Regions from separate parts of the Mus musculus genome. Here region 1 is linked to region 2. The links are chromatin contacts, called in public promoter capture Hi-C maps. All regions are on one chromosome and are shown on one strand. The core of a region is the stretch at or near the end of the contact, and the rest is flanking DNA. Distances in the headings are between cores, read along the strand shown.

What was found. Capture Hi-C pulls out chosen DNA fragments and counts their contacts.
Region 1: a promoter capture Hi-C map of adipose tissue shows a contact between it and region 2. A contact is called at or near these places in 2 of 9 other capture datasets (adipose tissue and liver).

What each region holds. Positions count from the first base shown.
Region 1 is chr15:66,917,879-66,921,108 of GRCm38.p6, forward strand. Ccn4 (cellular communication network factor 4) reads left to right here. Exons shown (of 5, transcript NM_018865.3): 5 at 1,277-3,230. The coding sequence ends at 1,576. Among named protein-coding and RNA genes, the nearest start is that of Ccn4, 28 kb to the left of the region's middle.
Region 2 is chr15:66,796,116-66,799,206 of GRCm38.p6, forward strand. The region is part of intron 41 of Tg (thyroglobulin); the gene reads left to right. The region is part of intron 3 of Sla (src-like adaptor); the gene reads right to left. Among named protein-coding and RNA genes, the nearest start is that of Sla, 34 kb to the right of the region's middle.

The DNA of each region.
Region 1 (3,230 bases), core at 428-2,927, 120 kb after region 2:
CTATCATTAAGCTTCAGTTCCTTTCCTGTGAATATAACATTGGTATTAATCCCCGAATCTTCCCCCAGCTTTGAGAGTCTAAGATGATACAAGTACAACATCAAGGACATGTATACTAAACTGCAAAAGAAATGAGTCTTTCCTGTCTAACTCAGTACCCTTCACTCACGCCTTAGTGCTTGACCTACCTGATGATCATATCAAGCAAAGAAAACTTGTCAGGGCTCATCCCTGGCTCTATTTGCGGACGAAGCAGGGTAGGTTCTTCAGATGCTGAGGAAAGGCTGCCAGTTACCAGGACAACCCTGTTTCCCACCACCATCATCAGACATGGGGCTTGCTCCTTATCCTTAACGTAGCACCTTGTCATCTTTGATGGATGCATACTTTCCTTTCTACTCTTCACACTCTGCTGTGCCAACCTTTGGTGCCAGCAGGTCCTTTATGAATGTCTCCTAATTGGAAGTATGGGTGTGAAATACCCAGTATAAGGAACAATAAAACAAGGACCCTAATCTGGGCTCTAAAAATCTATCACAAGTCTGGGCCCTTCGCTAGAAGCTCATGATTCCTCTCCCATCTCCACCATCATCTACCCTGGGTAGGTTTGTTCCCCCGATTGGATAATCTGCAAGCTCTACCCGCACTGGATGTGTTCTGAGCCCAGCTCTGCTAGGATGCTGATAATAGAACCTAACACTAGCACAGGGCATTTAGTAATTGCCTACTGTAGACCAGCTTCAAGGTTATATTAGTGAGATACAGAAAGAGGCCAGAGTATCAAGGAGCCCACAGCCTCCTAGAAGGCTACAATTGTATTTGAATAACGTCAATTCTGAATTTGTGAGAAAGAGAGGTGGTGGGGTAGATGGGACAGATGAGAGCAAAATGTGCCTCTGATTAATGATGGAATTCCATGTCAGCTCAGCTGCTTGCTAGCTGGGGAGCTTGGTTAGCTAAAAGAGGATTCTTGTGCTGGTGACACTGACACATGGGTACCAAAATGGAAAAAAAAATCAGGAGAGAAGGGAGACTGCTAGCTGTGATATCTGAGCTCAGCATGGTAATGCCCTCCTGCAATCCTTGGTTTACATGTGTTATGTGGCAAGGTCTTGTTTTGTTGGCTGATGTCCTTCATTACTTAAAGAGTCTGTGAATCTGGAGCAAAGATGACGCCTGCCATGCACAATGATGGGAAGGGAGGATTTGGCGTTTGGAGGGAGCATGGTGGCTATACATCACCAGTACTAACCAAGGCTCCTTTCCCTTCCTGAAGGCAGGGAAGAAATGCCTGGCTGTGTACCAGCCAGAGGAGGCCACGAACTTCACTCTCGCAGGCTGTGTCAGCACACGCACCTACCGACCCAAGTACTGCGGAGTCTGTACTGACAATAGGTGTTGCATCCCCTACAAGTCCAAGACCATCAGTGTGGATTTCCAGTGTCCAGAGGGGCCAGGTTTCTCCCGGCAGGTCCTATGGATTAATGCTTGCTTCTGCAACCTGAGCTGCAGGAATCCTAACGATATCTTTGCTGACTTGGAATCTTACCCTGACTTCGAAGAGATTGCCAATTAGGTGGGTGTGTGGCTCAGGGTAAAGTTCCATGCTGCAAAGCAGCCAGCCCTTTGTGGTCCAGGACTTCACAATTGAGCCTTATTTCATCTACTTCCTACTCGATTCTGAATTCCCAGTTTCTGTTCCTGTTTTGACAATCGTAATGGCCCAGGAGAGTGCTGCTCAGGCTCAGACAATGGGTTCCTCCTTGGGGACATTCTACATCATTCCAAGGAAAACACATCTCTGACTGTTCACAATGGAAGCAAAGCCTGGCCCAGCTAGTCTGGCTCCAGCCTGGGCAAGTTGTCAGAAGTTGTGATGGGATTGTCCAAGGAAAAGCATCAGCTGAAGAACCAGTATCATGAAGTCCTTCCTCAGATGCCAAGCCTAGGGATGCTGGGATCCTTTCAGACAGATGGATGGGATTGGGGACACAGGAATAAGCTATTATTTTACCCTTGCCAAATGATACTATCCTGGGTATTTCTGCCTAAAACATACCAAAAGTGTTCTTGTTCCACTGATCTGTATATCACAAGTCACCAAACATTTTCCAGGTGAGGACCATAGTTGTGTCATTCTGTTTTGCTATTGAAAATCATTTTAAAAAGAAGGAAAAAAAAAAAAGAAAAGAAAAGAAAGTCATTTCATTAACTTGGGCACTTTCTCCTCTCACCCCATATTCTATAAAGGGCTAAACTTGGGTTCTTGTTGATCAGGAATGTAATTTGAGAAGTCTTACTTTTGCAGGGAGATGGTAGCCCTCAATTCATCCCGTAGGGATGGGACAAGGCCAGCCAATCTTTCAAGCCATAGCTGGGCAGGTCACTGAATCTGCTGCTGGCCAAGTTCTTAGGACAATTAGCCAAAATCTGGGCCTCTCTCTCCCTAGGGTTCATGGGAGTTGGTAGGGACCGTAGAGTGACTTGTCTGTTGTCTCAAAAAGTAAGATGGAAAGATGTTCTCATGGCCCTTAGAAGACTCTTTTGAAGTCTACGCCAGACCTAACAGAATATGTGCATCAAACAAACAAGTGGATCACCCTCCCATGGCCTGGGTGACCTCTAGCAGTCACCCAGTGACTGTGGTAAGGCCACAGTAGTCCCTGGACCCAGGACAAATCTTTTTTGTTTCAGTGACCTACTTTACAGCCTCAGTGTCTATGAAGAAAGTTAACTCAGTTTTCTCATCTGAAGACAGAAGTCGACCAGCCATTCAGAAATGGGGATCTATTTAGTAGTGGTAAACGTTAAAGAGTTTGTAAGCTAAAGAAATATTTTTTTTCCTAAGTGATAATGAGGTTGTTACCTATTTTAGAGGTAGAATTTTCTGTCATCATCCTTTTATTGTGTTCTACATACTACCCATTGTTCTCAATATTTGCCACACATTTACTCATTGAAACTTGCTGATAACACAGAGGACTTCCCTTAATGATTTCTGTTCTTGACACTGTGAAATATCAATTCAAAGAGGCTAATAAGTTCAATCAAAGTCACCTATCTGAAGACTCATAGCCAGAGAAGATTGCCTTCATATTTCCCCTTTGCTTCTGGACCTTGTAAACATGTCAGGGCAGGAAAGCATACAGAAGTCAGCAGCTTGCCCTCTTAGTATTGGCTCTCTAGCCCCTTTCACGTAAGAGGAGAGTGTGTCTAGGTACTAAGGATCC
Region 2 (3,091 bases), core at 501-3,000:
GGCAGGAACCTTAAGCAATCTTGGAGGTTACCATAAGTAAAAGTACCAATGCAGAGTGAGGTACAGGTCAACAGGGAAGGCCAGGCCATCAAGGAGCCCAAGATAAATCTTCCCTGAAAGTCTACCCAGCTGCTGGGGCTGCCATTCAAGAGTCTGGGTGCCTGAGGGTATGCCGCCTTTCATGCCCACCCAAACTAAGAACTTCCTATTCTGTAACCATGATGGGCAGGGGATGCTCCTGATACAGAAACACATGGTTCCTGGCCTGATGTACCTACCCAACTAGGAAACAGCCGCTTACTCCCTCAGCTCCCTCAGCTGAGAGCGACAGGTCTTTCCCAGACCTAGGAGCCTCAGCATGAGCTGTCCCTCTGCCTAGTCACACTGGATCTCTCCTCACCTCTGCTACCCTCAGCAACTCCAGCCTCTGGAAGAGACTCTGTGCTTTGCTAGCCTTTACTTGAAGTTTTCCTTTGAAGCAGTGTCTGAAAGTTGCCCTGGCACATCCATATGACTGTCAGAGGATGCCCTTACCTGGCTGTGAGCCCCTAGAAAACTGAGCACGGGGGGTATTCAGTGTCAGGCAGCCCTGGGCACAGCCTGGAGCTTGCCAGACACTCTAGGCATATGTGTGGGAAACAAAATGGAGCTGACTCTATGTTAGGGTTCTCTGTGCTGTCCCCAGAGAATTCCAGGCAGAGAAAAACTGATTGGTGTATCCCCATATGAAAAACTGTTAAAATGACTCCTAAAATACAATATCTATGACAAGAATAGACCCTTTAATTAGAGCCTGTGCTCACCATGGTGTTCGTGGCTTGATGTGGTCACATTGTACACTCCAGATTAAAACTGTGAAACATTACAAAGCCACCGTTTATAGTGTAAGAACAAAAGGAAACAGAAATAAAGAAAACACAAAAGTCCATTGTGCATGCAGGCATTCCAGGGGAAAAAAACAGAGGGATTCTGGGGGCTACAGATTCACAGTTGCAGAGGCAGATTCTCATGGAGCTTTTTTAACAGCCATGTTTTCACAGTTATGACAGTGAACTCTCGCCGGGACAGCCTTGTACTTGGTTTTCTGCCAAAGGGTTTCAGGAACATTAAATGTGTTCCTTCTCCTTATCACCAAAGGACAAACCAATAGAAGACACAGAGCCTGGCTTAAACCTCCAGGGAACATCAGTGTGGCCATAGTGAGCAAATTTGGCTTTAGGGCCCCACTGTCTTCCCTGAACTCTGATCTCTACAGGGAAATAAATATCTGAGGTGGGATTACAGGTTTTCTTCTCAGAGACATCTTCAAGCCTTCTCAGAGCCATGGGTTTATAAAAAATTGCATGTGTGGTTTTTTTATTTATTTAAAAAGAGACTAAACTTTTTGACAAACTGTATGGCAGACATTTTGACAAACGTTTAAGCTACCTGTTTAGGCAGACTTATACATGTAGCATGTAATGTGGAAGCAAAATGAGAGGATGGTACAAACCCATTAGGACTTTACCTTGTATACAAAGTAGAATTTCATTCCTTTTTCAGAAATCTAAACATTTAGATACTGCCATATAATGAACGAGGCAGGAAAGAGGCTAAGGAAGGAGGGCCATGGTCAGTAATGAGAGTCACAGAGTACATCTGTGCTGGCCATGAGGAACTCAGAGCATTTGAAATCAGCTGGGCTGACCCACACACCACCACTTTAGAGATCTGTGATTTGAAGCAAGGCTTCTTTTAACTAACTAGAGCTTGGCTCATTCACATATTAAAACAGAATATATCAAAATCTGCCTTGTGGTGGATTATGTGGACTTCATGACTCAAAGGAACATTCCCACAGAGGATAAGCACACTCTTTCCCAATCAAGACCAGCTCCAGCTGGACCATCTCAGTGTTACTGACACAAAGGAGAGGCAATGTGAGGCTTTCTTACTACCTTTGGCCCATCTAAATACAAACTCCACTTGGTAAGAGGAGAAAAGGAAAATCCAAATATTTGCTGATACCTGGGGAATGAGTAGGGATGGAGAAGTGAATATACAAATGTATCATGTAAGGACAGGAACCCAGACAGAGGTTACTGGCCACATGTTACCTAGCTCGAAGAGCAGGCCTTTGTGGCCTGTTTTTTCTTTAGCATGCCACAGCCACTTCATTTCTAAAGTTAGCACCTGCTCAGTAGCCCCATTGGTGTCTGTAGTAGAAACTGTACCCATCCCTTCTTTCTCATATTCTCCCCAGCCCTGTGGGTCACCCATTCTTACTTGGGGGATAGAATGAGCAAAGCTGGAGAGTTGATGGCATGTCCACAGAACAGCATGAGACTACAGGCCTATGGTCACTTCATTTAGCTCTTTTTGCACCTTGGGTCTAGGCTCTCCTCAATCAACAATCCATCCCCCACAGATAAAGACCAGATAGATCCAAGTGAGCATTCAGAGCTCATGCAGGCAACACCTGTGGCTAGTGGGTGCAGGGCTAAATGGCTGCATTATTTCAACTTCTGCTTTCATCCTGTTTTGACTCATATCCAAACACATTGCCTCTGAAAGGTCACCTTTAGGCCTGACTTTCAGTAAGTTTATCAGTAAGCAAAGCAGCACATATGAACATAGCCAACCAGATGGAGCTGCAGGCTGGCTTGGAGGAAGGCCTACGAAGTTCTGCTGATGCATGGAAGCCAGGTCTGTGGGTCCTACCATCTACAGGTATGGATTTGATAGGTTACCTACTTGTATTTTATATTCTTTAAGGGTAAAATGACTCAGAAGTCAAATATCCTTCCACTTAAAGCCACCCCATGCTCCAGGAATGGGTTAGTGATATAGAAATGAGGACCTAAGCTAAGATCTGACTGGTACTTCATTTATAAGTTCTTGCAATGGCCCAAGAGTTTTTGTGTCATTGAATCTGTTAACTGGGCATAATTCCTTACTCCTGGCATATCCTCTCTCTGAGCACAGTCTACCCTGGGATTATGATGGAGTTCTTTTGTTTTTGTTTTTGTTTTTTAAAGACAGGGGAGGACTCTGACCACTACACTCAGTTAATCTGCTTGTTTCTCCTCTCACATCCCTGATGAGCTGGAGG